2 separate regions of the Mus musculus genome follow, and region 2 is linked to region 1. The links are chromatin contacts, called in public promoter capture Hi-C maps. All regions are on one chromosome and are shown on one strand. The core of a region is the stretch at or near the end of the contact, and the rest is flanking DNA. Distances in the headings are between cores, read along the strand shown.

Region 1 (6,762 bases), core at 989-3,488:
TGTCTCTAGTCCCCAGACAGCTTCCCCAGCAGTAGGTACCAACACTCCTCCTTGTTCGGTGGCCTCCTCCTCCTCCTCTCCAGCCCCGATGCTAGAGGGCAGGCTAGCTGGGGATGGAGGAGCAGCGGGGGCCACCTCTTCTCTGCAGCCTTCCGGAAGGCCTCCATCATCATCCAGGTGTAGCCACTGGGCCACCTCTTCAGGTGCCAGGCGCTTGTAAGCCAGAGCTGCCAGATGTGTGAGGTCACTGAGCACCCTGCTGTGTTCGGCAGTCTCCTCTACCTGGTGAGCTGGCTGCTGCCCAGGCTCAAAGGCTGCTCGCAGACCCAGCAGCCAGCAGCGCTCTATGCTGCCTGCCTGGACCAAGTCCCAAGAGAGGCCAGCCAGGTACAGCATGTCCTTGAGAACGAAGCTTCTCATGAAGTCCAGAGGGGAGCCACTGGCACAAGACACAGCAAGCCGCAGGAGCTCGCGTTTGTACAAATGCTTGAAGGCTGCCACCACGCCGTGCTCCAACGGTGCAGGGATGTGTGCTCGGCTGGTGCCCTTGGATAAGAAGAGCACTCGAACTGCACCATCAGGTGTTTGAAGTTCCTCTGGGGACCCAAGGAGCTCAGGCTGGCACTGCCTGGGAGTCTCCTCGCTCTCCTCCAGGGGAGGCATGCTAGTGGCCCAACTCGGACAGGGTGGATGGGCCACCAGCAGCACAGCCTTCTGTTGCAGGCAGCTTCGGCGCAGGTAGCGCTTGACGCCAGGGACAAATTCCTCGAAGAACCAGCCCCGAAGAAGCGGGCGACTGAGCCAGGCATCCGGACTGTAGCGGTAGGAGGCCGGGAACTTGTCCTGGTTGTGGTGACGCAGGCTGGGTGGGTCCGGTAGCTGCCCGATGACTAGTGGTTTCAGCTTGTGGCTGCCCGTCAGGTTGGCGGCCAGCAGTACTGTCACTCGGTCACTGCGCCAGCGTCGGCTGCACCCACCAGGCTCTTTGGAGTCCCCAGTGCCCGGAGTTGAGGCCTGCTCCGGAAGTAACCTCCAATAGAGACCAGTAACGTTAGCATTGTAGATCTGCTCGTCGCCATAGCCGCCCTCGGAGTGGGGTAGAGTGGCTGGCGCGCCGTCAGGTACGAGAACTGCGCCTGGTGACTGCGCCGGCTCCTCTTTGACAGGCGCGGGGCCTGCGACCGGGGACTCAGCCTCACCATAGATGCGCTGGCTAGAGATGCCATGGCGCTTCTGCCAGCGCCAGAACCAGCCGTGGCTAGCCTTGAAGGTACACTCGGGGCCGTAGATCTGGCGAGCAAAGGCCTCAGCCTGCGCTTGGATAACTGGCCCGGATAGCGGCACACCGTGCTGGCGCAAGGTGAGGAACCACGAGTAGACGGCGCGGTCGATCTCCTCCTCGTTGGCCAGACGCATCTTCTTGCGCTGCGTGCCCACTTCTCCACCCAGCTGGTCCAAAAACCAGCGCAGCTTGGGCTCGTCCTTGAGCCAGCCGCGCAGAGTGCCGCCTGGCACGCCGAAGTCGCGGCACACGCTGGCCTGCCGCTCACCGCCCTTGACGCGCTCGATGGCTTGCAGCTTGTCTTTGATTGAGTAGGCCTTGCGGAAAGTCATCTTCACGGCCACCCGGGGCCGCGGCCCGGGCGCTGGGGGCGGCGGCGGGCGCGCCGTGGAACCCGGGCCGGGCGCCGGCGATCGCGGCGGCTCAGCAAGGCACCGTGGCTGGGGAAGACGAGCGCGATGCGGGACCGGGTGCAGGGCTGGGCCGGCCGGAGGGCTCGCGGGGTACATGGCGTCGGCGCCAGGGACCACCCGGGAAAGCGAGCCTGACACCCCGCGCGGGCCGCTCGGGGCGGGGCTCGGGGGCGGGGCTGCCCGGGTCCCTCCCTTTTGTCTCGCCAGCCTTGCCTGCCCCGGCCCGCAAGGCCCGCCCACTTCGCCTCGTGGCGCCTGCGCACAGTCTGGCCTTGGGCGCGTCACTAGCGCGTGCGCACATCAGCTTCATTACGTCCCGCCCTCGTCGGACGGATCCACTCTTCGAGCTGAGGAGGGGTTCGGCGTGTTGGGAGATCCGGTTCTCCGCTCCTAGCGACAACTCTTGAGGTGAAGCGCGGCTCTCAAGGTAGCTCTTCCTTTGCTTCTACCATGGTGGTTCCTGCATGCATCGTGATGCACGCTCTGAGGGCAAGACAGCGCGTGCCCAGGGTTGGACCCCCCGCCGTGCCTTTCGTGGTCTATGCCGCTGCGTTTTCCGGGAGCTGCGCGGGCGCCCTCCCTCTCCTTTGCAGTCCTGAGCTCGCAGTTCCAGGTTTTGGTTGCTGCGTCCTTGGCTGGCGTGTGAGTACCGGGGGCCCCGCCTCAAGGAGCGCACGTGCGGCGGAGGCCTGGAGTGCCCGGGCCCCGCGCCGTTAGGGTTGCCTCCCGTGGGACAGTGCGGGCTGCGGGCGGGCGTCTGGGCCTGTGTGGAGGCGGGCCGCTGGCCACATGGTTGCCAGATTCCGGAGCGCTGCTTCAGGCTGGCTGCGCGGTGGCTCCGCACATCCCAGCACGGCACGGCCTTGAGTGACACGGTTGCCTGCGGTCGGGCTGGCTCCGGAATTTTGGGGGCCCAGCTCTTGCTAACGCCCTAGGTCTTTGCGGTTAAGCACCAAGGGCGTACCTAACTCTAGGCATAGAGGGAGGTTGCTTCGGGTGCTGACTGGTGGAACTCGTACGGTCCACGAACACAGGGTAGAAAAAAGGGCGTGGTGGTGTCGATTTGCTCAAAAGTAACAGGACTAGCTCTACTTACTGATTTGAATAAGGTGATCTGGGCAGCTTTCTTTGGAAAGGGGCGTTGAAGGGTACGGTCGCCCCTTTTCTAATACATGAGCACTCTCTCCGGGCATCATGGTTTTCTAGAGTGAACGGCTACCCTGCAGCAAAAAGAACTTGGTGAAGCTATAATGTTGGGATGCTACTCCCAAGGATGCTTCTGAATTGGCCCTGTCACTCGGGGATGGATAACTGGGTCTTATCTCAGGCGGATTCTCATGGATGAAGCAAAGGATGGATGTGACAGGACTACCGAGTGCCCCCTAAGCCAATCCCGTGGGGCAACAGAGTCAAGAGGAAGAAGTCAAAGGGACAAGGAGTCCCCTTCCCAGGCTCTGTGATGGCCAGTACATCATGAACCTTCTCTCGGACTGTGGGAGGAGAACTCAGCAAACAGTTGGAGAGTTGGCAGAGGGAGCCATTTAGACTTGGTTGCCTGGGATTTGCTCTGCATGGCTTTCTGCCCTCTCAGGAGAAGGCTGCTGCAGGGTCGTCCTCCGGGCTTATCTTTTGGATAGGTGAGGCTCCGTGGCATAGTACAGATGAGGCAAAAGTGCTTGAGAGGGCTTGATAGCAAGAGTGACACTTGGGGGATGCAGGTAGGAGATGCTGGCATTAAACATTTCTTCTGAGCCAGGGGTCTAAGATGCTGTGTGCCTATTGAATGTTGGAGTCATTGAAACATGTGAAATCCGGGTGCTGGAACGTGCTTTGGTCTCCAGTTCCACACATCACTTGACTCAGCAGACTTGGGTGGTTCTACCAATCAGAGTTTTCATTCTCCTTCCTGTGTCTAAGATGACACACAACCAATGCCCCCAAGGTATGGTCCAGATATTATCAGGTGTAAAGGAAGAGCTGAGAAAGCAAGTCGTCTAGCAGAGTCCCAAGACCTGTGTGTCAGGTCAAGGTACCGTCTGCTGGAACAGAAATAGAGCCAACAAACAATAGCATTTGGGGGTAAGGAGATTGGGGCTGGGTGGGTTTAGACTGGAGTGACAGCATTAGCCTCTGGGTCTCAAAGTGGGCAGACAGCTCAGGCCAGTGTTTCTGAGTAGGACTGGGATATCCCAGAGGCAGAGAAGCAGGGTGGGAGCTTGGAGATGAGAATCTACTAACCCATGGGAAAAAAAGACCAAGACACCACTCCTGTGCCAACATAAGCTGCAGTGGGAGAGTCACACTGCGTGGCTGTTGTGACTGAAAAGCTCGTGAGTCCTCACATTCCAAGTGCTACCAGCTGCCCCCTTTGAATACCAGACACAGAAAAAGCCCCCATGGGCAGCATCTGTTCACAGACTCAGGCCAGGTGAGCCCAGAGGATGTGGCTATAAGCGTGAAGGGATACAAGTTGAACTTTTCTGACAGACCTGTTCCCTACCCACCTTGCACATTTCTAATCCTGTGGAGGACAGACAGTACTGGGAGCTCATCACTGTCAAGACTGAGGGGGTGACATGCTACCTCCGAATGTCCAGAGGACAGAAAGGTATGGGCTTAGGGCTCAGAAAGCCAGCTTTTCTGTGGACTTTTATTCCCAGCATGTGGAACCCTCAAGGTGTTTGCTACTGAGATGGGGCACAGCTGTGACATAGCCTTTCTCATCTTCCTCAGGGTCCAGTTCCCAAGCCAGAAGTACCCTTGGCAGAGGCTGCTGCCTGGCCCAGATTGGTAGGAGTTATGAGAGCCCGGAACACATGTGCGCTTCTTTACAGAGAAGTGGTAGCTCAGCCCTGAGAGGCTGCAGCTAGCTAGTACAAGCTTCTTGTGAGTGGAGGAAGCTAGGTCTGGGTGCTGGGCTACATAGCCATGCCTGGCTCTGTTGTTATCTCAGGACCTAAGACCCATCAGGCCTTGTCTGACACTTGAGCTGTCTGCATGCAGTGCCCCCAGAGCTCAGGCATGAACTTGATAGCTGACCAGGTCCTTAGGTCCTATATCCTATAGCCTATGACTGGGAGCAGGGCAGAGCCTGCTTGTCTGGAAGCTTGCTTTCTCTGGTACTTCAGTCTCTTCAGCATGTTCCTGCTATTGCCTAGATTAAAGCCTCAGGAAGAAGGCGGCCAACCCTGTGTAGGGATGTGGGGACAGACAAGCTTGCCCTGTGCGGGTTTGAGACACTCACTGCTACTTGTTTCCAGGCTGGTTTTTCCTGGACAGCTTGCGGGCGCGTGTGTGCGTGTGTGTGTGTGTGTGTGTGTGTGTCCTCCAGGGAAGCAATGGAGTTCAGGTATGCCAAAGTCTGGGTGCAAACTGGCTAAGTTCTCAGCCTGTTGTGCACCTGTGGGGAAGCAGGCTGGGGAAGGGAGACTTTGTCTCCCTTGGGAGCCTTTGCTGCTTGTACTTACTACAACCAATGTCTTAGGACGGCACCCCTATCTGCTTGGTCTCTATGTCCCCAACACAGAGGTGGTATCATTCAGTGTTGGTTCCTGGTGGCAGCAGAGACCCACAGCTTGGAGCTGTGTGGACCTGGAGCACATGGTCCCAAAGCCCTGTCAGTGAAGGAGAGAGGCTGGGTTTCTTTCACAGCTAAGGGAGCACCTGTAGGTGCTAGCTCACCTTGATGCAGGTGGGAGCTTAGAAGAGGGTGGGAGCAGGCAGCTTCCATGGTGGTTTCTGCTTGTCTCTTAGATAATAGGAACCTGAGAGCTACATATCAAGGGCTAATGGAAGAGTGCTGCCTCTCAAGTTTGAGGGCTTAGGCAGCCTCCTGGGATTTGGTGGTGATAGATACTACCATTTTATCTTGTGTTGCCATGCCATCTAGACAAGCAGTTTCTAAAAGGCTGCCCAAGCTGCTGTCTTGGCATGGGTGGCCTTTCCCACCGCTCTAACCTTGCTGCTTTTCCTTCATGCTGTCCTAGGAGGCCAAAGCAAAAGTAAGTACGCCCACATAGCACCCTGTATCTCCCTTCACCTGAGCCAAGGAGCCCCCCAGCCATCGCCTTGCCAGAGAGAGGCATACCTGTGCAGAGTTGAGCTCGCTGGAACAGGGCAGTGGAGTGGTTAGCTTGTTCTAGTGGCAAGTAGGTAGCTCTGTGGCCCTGGCACCAAGCAGGTCAGCATATAACCCTCTCTGCCCTATGGAGAAGCTGTGGCCTGAGGAAGTTCCTAGTTTCTGTGACCCTGTCCTGCCCTGTAGTGGGGTTGGGTGGGGAGCATTGGAAACAGCTTCAGGAGGGTTCCTAGTCATACGCTGGGGGGGAGGGGACAGGTTAGTGGGCATTGCTGAAGGGAGTGAGGATAAACCAAGACCTGCAATAAGTACTCCATGAGAACAGCAGCCTCAGGAACTGGGCCGGTCATGTCCTGCTGTGATGGCATATAGTGCCCCTTGGTGACAGCGGGTGATGTCACAATGAAATGCTCTGCCTCCTGGAATTCCCTCTCAGCCCCTGCCCCTGCCCCTGCCCCTGCTACTTGGCCTTGGTAAGTGAGGGGGTGGCCTAGAGACCTCTCTACATTGGGCCTCTGGCTCCTGGTCTCTGCTCCTCACAGTGAGAGAGCTTGGGTGGATTGCACTAAGAACTTTAGCTCTCACTTAGAGGTAGGCTTCCGGGTAAGACAAGAAGAGTTTTCTGAGGTCCTCCACATGGGTGAGGTTTAGATAGCCGACACTCTTCCAGTCACGTGCTTTGTCGGGTGTATTAGGGAAAGGCCCTAGACAGTGATGTATCGTCACCTCGTGGATGCCCAGCAGATGGCCTGGGTCTGTTACCACAGACCCACAGAAGAGGCATTAGAGCAGCACCTGTACCCTTAGTCCTCAAACGTTAGATGAGTCCAGACTACAAGCATCTTGATAGGGTTACCCTTGTAGGGCAAGGCAGCTCTGAGAGTTCTTACCTGCAGCCTTCCGGGCTGGCTGGTAGAGCCTGGAGCCTGTCCTTTTTGTGGAGCCATATCTGGCTTCAGGAGTAGCAGAGGCAAGTCCTGCCTACATGA
Region 2 (6,832 bases), core at 2,111-4,610, 790 kb before region 1:
CTTGGCTGTAAGAGCTGAATACCTCCCTACTGTGGTTGGCACACACGGCTGTGTCCCGGAGCAAGGTTACTGTTTCTGACACAGCCTCTGAGGTCTCTTTCCCCTGCATTCCCTCAGACCTCACCCCCTCCCAAAGTGGTTCTGTTGCGGCCCTAAAAGGCAGATGCTCTGCCGTCACACCTTTTACTGGCATGTTAGTTGATTTTATGTAACCGATCATCACATGCCCCACACTTAAGACTGAAGACCTAGCCCACAGATGCACTGTCTCAAGCCAAATGTAGGAATGACGATCTGGAGGGTCCTCCCTTCCCTGGGAACCATCCTTAGCAACTCCTCTAGATGCCGTTTCCAGTGTCCCTTATGTGGAGTCTGTGTGTCTACACAAAGCCAGTCAGGTGAGTCAAAGCTGGGGTCACCCAGGCAGCCACCTCAAATCAGGCCTACACCCAGCTTTATTAGGGACCTGCAGGGACAAGTACCCAGACCCTATGCAAAATCAGAAATAGTGAGGGCTCCCAAGGACCCTCAGTTTGTTGAGTCAGAGAGCATCCAGTGTGGCCCTAGCAGTGGCTTCAGGAGTACTCATGAGTGAATTTAGCATGGAAGTGCCTCAGTTTCTCCAGCAGCACCCGCAGTTTCTCCATGGGGGGCAGAATGGTCATCCTGAAAAGGACAAATGGTCAGCGTGAAGTACAGGTCCATTAGTGGCAGGGTCAACCCATCCCGGGTCTCACCGGAAATGATAGGTGCCCTCCTGCTGCCCAAAGCCACTCCCAGGCACAACGCAGATGCCAGTCTCTTCCAGGAGGCACAGACAGAAGAACATGTCAGGGGCCAGGCCCAGGTCCTGGGGGTCAGGAGGGTGGTCAGCTCACAGCCTGGCGCCAGGCCCACACCCTGCTCGGCCCCCATGTAGCCCTGCATGCCCCACCTGCGCACGCTGCACTGCTTTCAAAGGCAGCTGAATTTGAGGGAAGGAATACATAGCGCCCTGCACCGGGTTGCAGCGGATCCCGGGGGCCTCGTTGAAGACCTGCTCCGTGAGTTTAGCCTTGGCTGCCAGTTCAGCCAGCACCTCCTGCCTCTCCTGCAGTCACAGGAGGGAATCATGGAAGAGGGTTTCAACGTGTCCCTCTATAGTCCCACCCAAAGCCGGATCACCAGGTATCTTTGGCCTGGTCTGGTCTGCTCACTGCTTGAAACTGCTTGAAGGACGGCTCCGAGGGGGTTGGCGGACTGACCACCATGCCCATCAAAGCCTGGCCCGGCACTGGTGGACACAACCGCACGCTCATCAGTTTCGCCATCTGTTTCTGCACCTCGGCATCCATGTTTACCACTTCCACATAGCCACCACGAAACCCGCACCTGCCCAGGAGAGCATGAGTTGAGGCTGGTCTGGGAAGAGGGTGCGCCACCGTGGCAGTGACTGAGAGTCCTCTAGCCCTCCCCGCTTCACCACCACCACCACCACCTGAGCCTGTACGCACTCGCCCATGTAGCCCTTAGAGACTGAGTGGAAAGACGCGAGCTCCTGCTGCGTGGCATATGGTGGCCCCATCTCCGTGAGCACCTTCTTGAATGAATGGAACTGAGAGCCCTCAGCATATACATTGTCTTGGTATACCTGTAGGGGTGGCAGTGTCATTCAGGCTGGGGGCTGAGCTGCTGCTCACCACTCTGTGTGCCCCTGTGTGTACCTCATCAGCCATCAGGAAGAGTCCCTCTTCGAAAGCAAAGCGGATTACGGCCTCGATGCATTCACGGGTCTGCACCTGCCCTGGAGTGTGAAGATGCATCACTGACTGGAAAGTCAGCCGCCCGCGGGCAACAGAGAACCAAGCCCAAGAGTGCTCAGCCCAGGCGCTTGGGGTTGGAGAGCAAGGGCAGGTTCTGGAGGAAGAGGCGGGGCTGGAAGGAGGAGCCCAGTGAGGCGGAGCTAGCGGGGGGGGGGGGGTAAAAAGAGTGAAACTGCAGGGGGCGGAGCTGATAGGTTTACCCGTGGGGTTGCCGGGGTTGATGACGCATAGTACTCGAGGGCAGCAGCGGTCACGTGCCTGGCACAGAGCGCGCCGCAGCTCAGCGATGTCAAGAGCCCAGGCGCGCTCTTCGTCCAGGTAGTAGTCCACTTGCACGGCGTCCAGCTCAGCCAGCGCAGCTGAGTACAGTGGGTACTGAGGAATGGGAATGAGTACACCGGTTCGCGCACGGCCCTCGCCGGCTACCAGCAGCTTGAGCATGGTCTGTAGGCCGGATAGGGAGCCCAGCGTTAGTGCAACCAGAGTTGTACACCCCACCCCGCCCCCACCACCGCCCTGTGCTGACGCTGCTGCACCAGACTCAGCCCCATCTAGCCTCACACATAGGGCTACTCCGATTTGACCTGCCCTGCCCTGGGCTACCCTACCACGATGGCATCGCTGGCCCCTGTGGACAGAAATATGTTGTTCGGGTCTGCAGGGATGCCTCCGTCTCTCCTCTCAATATATTGCGCCACATCCTCCCGAATCGGCTGGATTCCAGAGCTAATGCTATAGGCACCTGAAAGGGGACAAGCTAAATGAGGTGGGCCAAGTCCTGTAATCTTCCCAAGGGACTCGTCCCTCTCTGCCTCTCCTTAAGGCTTGGGCTCCACCTAGAGCTCGCACTCACCCAGGCTGTGGCCCCCGCATGCCTGCAAGATGCGTTCTGCCCTTCTCTTGGCATCCTCTGGGAAGTCCGGACTGCTCAGAAGATTGGGGTAGACACAGAGGGCCAGGACCTGGAAGAACCAAGTACTGAGTCCAGAGCAGCTGGGGAAGGAGGAGTAACCACAGGTAGTACAGCAGCCTAACCTGGCGGAAGAAGGTGATGGGTCTCTGCCCCATGGCTTGTGCATCCCCAATATTGGCACGGATAACCTCAGTAAAAGGCTTCTTCACACCCTGGGAAAGAAAGGAAGCGGGCAGGGAGATTGAACACCACCACCCTACTCTACTGCCTTTGTCCCACATTCCACTGTGCTGGGGACGAGCTCAGCAGCCCAAGTTTAGCAGAAGGGCAGTAAGTGGCCCAAGGCAATACCTGGCGCAGCTCCTGCTCCAGCTCCAAGGCACGTTGCACGATGGGGCCTCGGACTGCATACTCCACCCTCCGCACACATGGGTTCATGGTATCCAGAGTTAGCACCTTCCCCTTCAGTCCATTCCTTGAAGCCTGGATCCGGTCATTCCTTTGTGAGGCCATGGCTGCTCAAAGCAGGCAAGAATGCTGGCTCAAGAAGAAGGGTCCAGTTGGGGAGCAGGGCTGGGAATGGGGAGTCTGCGTGAGGTAAGGCACCACCCTCTCCACGGCAGCCTTCTGGCCCTACTGAAAGGGGCAGAAAAGGCTGAAGGAACTGGAGCACCCTGGGCCCCGCCCCATCAGGCTGGGCACAGATCTGCCCCAGGGTGCCAGAGGGAGTTGGTAAGGCAGCAGGCGGGGCTTGGGGCGAGGCCCAGTGCCGCCTAGTGTCCCCACGAGGGAGCAAGAGACCCACTTGGGGAGTAGGGACAGACGGATGGTTCAATACTTGACACACTGGAAACTGGGAGAAGAGAGCACTGAGCATCTCAGCCTATTAAGAACAGAACCAGGGACTACTGGAGATTTACCCTAGCAAGGCCCAGCTGAAGCCTAGGCCTCAGACCTGATACACACTCCATCTTTACTTTAAGCAAGTGGACTTGTCTCCTAGGTAACTAAGCCAGGCCTTGGGAATCTGGGGAGCACTGGGGGAAGGGAGAAAGATGTGTAGTCTCTGGGTTCCATGGGGACTGACAGAGTGCTATGCTTGGACCTTGGTCTCTGATGAGCCACTGCAAGGGTTTAGGGGGAGGGGAAGAGACTGGAGACGGGACAGCTAGTTCTGGACACACCTCACCCTGGACTGCCCTCATGCCCTTTCAATACACATCAGCTTGAGGGTGCCCTTAGGTCGACAACCCAGGCCAAGGGTAACTAAGTCCCCTTCCCTGCTGCTCCTGATTGGTAGAGAGAACAGGAAGTGAGCTCTGATAGGCCCACAGTACCCCACTCCCACTGGCCTTCTAGAAAGCTTATAGACTTGCTCAACACCTGGTCATCTAAGCCCTTGGACCCATCATGGCTCAGGCTAAGGGCTGGGGAGAATGACTTCTAAGCTGGGCAGCAGGCAGCTAGGAAGGCATGAGGTGAGCCTTAATCCCTCTGTCCCTGGAGGCCCTGGAGTGGGGACACACTCACCTCTGATCTCTTGGCTCTGATGCCACAGTAGCCTCCCAGCTCAGTGGCCTTTCTCTGGCCCTCAGGACACACCACAGATTAATATAGGCTTGGCCCTGGCAGAACCTGCCACTGCCTGCCTCTTACTAGCAGGGCCCAAGTAGGAGTGGTAGCAGGTGGACTTCAGGCAGCGGCGGCACAGCCCTACTCTAAATTTAACCAGCAGTCATCACCAACCCTCCCCCAAGCCCTTCCAAGGACACTAACCCTCCAACCACAGGTGCTAGAGGAAGGACAGGCCCTGAGGATGGACACCAGGCTGACCAGGTCAGTGCCCATGTGACCTCGTAGAGATGGCCATGCAAATACAAATGCAACGGTCATGATCTAGAATTGCCTTCTTCCCTCTAGCTTGAGGCCCCTAAAGGGCCCCTCTCATTCTGATACACTGTCCCTAGCCAGCACAGCCCAAGTGGCCAACTGCTTGTCACCTATACCAGCACAGGCGGAAGCTGGCAGACATGCCCCAGGATCAGGGCTTCATGCCAGAAACTGAGACCATGACCCTGGGAAGCACCTAACTAATGCCAGTCTTCTGCCTGTTTCACGCTGCTGGCTCTGGCCCAGTCCTGTGGAAAACACTGTCTCCCTTCCAGCCAGCGTTCCTGTCCCTCTGCATGGCCACCCACTCCATCACCCATGAAGAGTTTTTTCCAAAGTGTCCTACTGCTTTCAGGAAAGCAAAGGGTTACAGAAGAGCCTCCAAGAAGCTGAACCAACTAGGAGAGGTGGAAGTTAAGGCTGGGCTTCTTGCCTATGGCCTTGAGCCTTTCTCCCACAAAGGCTGGGGCTGCTACCTGCAAGCCCGAGCATGCACCTATCTACAGGTTTGGGTGCTCCTGGGCATGGGTGGCTCCTAACCAGTGAGACACATGGGAAGGCTCCGTGGCAAACAGCCTTTATCAAGAGTCACAATAAACAGACTGTGGCCTGAGGCCCATAGGTAGAGCTCTGCATAGTCCATCCCTGAGCAAGGTGGCCAGTGTCCTGGGCTGGGAGGGGGATGGGGCTCTGTGCCGGCTCCCCCACAGCACAGGGGTATGTGCTAAGTGGGTCACCAGGCCAGAGATCGTGAGGAAGCCTCCGGCTGGGCATGGGGTTGAACCCTGCCATACTGAGGAATCACATTTCACATGAGCAAGCAACACGGCCTCTTCTCCACAGACGCCTCCTCCGAGGGAGCAGTGAGCTTGAGCAGGGGCGGGTCCCCAATTGTGCTGAAGCCACAGTCAGGCTGGGAGGTCCCAGCATCAACAGACAGGCCAGGCTCAAAAGTCTCAGGCCCTTCAGGGGCAGGTCGCTGAAGCTTTGCAGCCGCTCGCTGGCGTTTCAGTTCTGCCAGTGTGTGGTGGGCCTTGTCCCGGACGAGGGCATCAGGGGCACTGTTCTCCTCAGGACTCAGATGATAGGAGACACTCCGATCTAGACGCTTGGAGTACAGGTGTCTCCCGGGGGGGGCCCCTACTTGGCCATTGTGTGGTCTGGCCACCTCAGGGCCATCGTCCTGTGAACAGAGCCAGGAACCCAGAAGCCATCAGGAGGTGCTTGTTTCCGCCTACACCAGCCTTGGGCTTCAAGTTTGTGTGAAGTGGTAGTAGACAGACAGACATAAGAGTGGGGGGCCATGTCAGCAGCAGATACCTGCCCACGGGATCACTGGGCCTACTGCCTCCATAGAGGGCTAGTGCGGATAGAGGACTAGGCACTAAATAATCAGATCACACACCAGGACTGCTCCACACCTGGGACAGTACAGAGGCTGCGTGCTCACCTCCGGGGGCTGCAGCCGGAGCTCAGCGTCTGTCTGCCTGTCCTCATCCTCTAGAGGTTCTGGACTGGTGGGTGGCGGCTGCTGCCACACAATGGCCTCTTGGGCATGCTCCTTGCGGTACAGGTTGGTGCGATGTGTCAGGCTCACTCGTCTCACCACCTTCCTGGGAGAGAGAAAGTTGAGACGTCATTACCCATCTTACAACCAATGCCCACAAATCCTACTGGGATATCACCGCCAGCTGATGTCCCTAGGGGCAAAGCCTAGGTCTCAACAAGCGGACAGTGACCACAGCAGGAGGCTTACCCACGGCTGCCTGCACTAGAGGTACGGCGGCGCAGCAGGGAGCGCTGGCGGCCCTGGGCCCGCAGGAGTGCATCTTGCTTGTGCTTGAGCTCCAGCAGTTTGGCTCTCACCTCCTCATCACCACATACATCTGAGGAGAGATGGACAGAGGTGTCATGGGCACGTTCATGGCCACTCCCTTCCACCAGATGTAGGCAACCCCACACTCACCGAGGGGTGTCTCGTCCACCAGAGATTTTCCATTCAGATCAGCCCCATGTGCCACAAGCAATTCTACCAGGTGTACCTGCAGGCAGCCAGCAGTAGCTGCTTGGCTGCGGGCTCTAGTGAGAGCCCGGAACCTACCCTCTCCCTGCTCCTGTGCACACTCACCTGGCCCCAGTAAGCCGCAGCATGCAGAGGCTCCCAGCCATCATGGTCCTTAGCGCTCAGGCTGGCGCCTTGCTCCAGCAGCAGGGTAGCCACCTCACT

What was found. Capture Hi-C pulls out chosen DNA fragments and counts their contacts.
Region 2: a contact with region 1 is called in a promoter capture Hi-C map of liver, with 2.7 times the contacts expected there. The contact joins the promoter of Gpt here to the promoter of Eef1d in region 1. A contact is called at or near these places in 2 of 39 promoter capture datasets (liver and pre-B cells), 1 of 484 Hi-C or Micro-C datasets (double positive thymocytes), 1 of 115 datasets of contacts at active chromatin or transcription factors (bone marrow-derived macrophages) and 2 of 9 other capture datasets (liver and macrophages).

Annotation. Positions count from the first base shown.
Region 1 is chr15:75,904,820-75,911,581 of GRCm38.p6, reverse strand. It overlaps Eef1d (eukaryotic translation elongation factor 1 delta (guanine nucleotide exchange protein)), which reads left to right and starts at 2,238. Exons shown (of 10, transcript NM_029663.2): 1 at 2,238-2,337; 2 at 5,682-5,696. Tigd5 (tigger transposable element derived 5) reads right to left here and starts at 1,847. Exons shown (of 1, transcript NM_178646.4): 1 at 1-1,847. The coding sequence starts at 1,791.
Region 2 is chr15:76,693,254-76,700,085 of GRCm38.p6, reverse strand. Gpt (glutamic pyruvic transaminase, soluble) reads right to left here and starts at 3,360. Exons shown (of 11, transcript NM_182805.3): 1 at 3,067-3,360; 2 at 2,838-2,927; 3 at 2,656-2,764; 4 at 2,411-2,544; 5 at 2,003-2,246; 6 at 1,704-1,783; 7 at 1,494-1,630; 8 at 1,197-1,371; 9 at 935-1,090; 10 at 738-850; 11 at 411-666. The coding sequence starts at 3,228. The coding sequence ends at 576. Ppp1r16a (protein phosphatase 1, regulatory subunit 16A) reads right to left here. Exons shown (of 12, transcript NM_001358933.1): 8 at 6,734-6,832; 9 at 6,572-6,647; 10 at 6,362-6,491; 11 at 6,056-6,218; 12 at 5,167-5,788. The coding sequence ends at 5,414.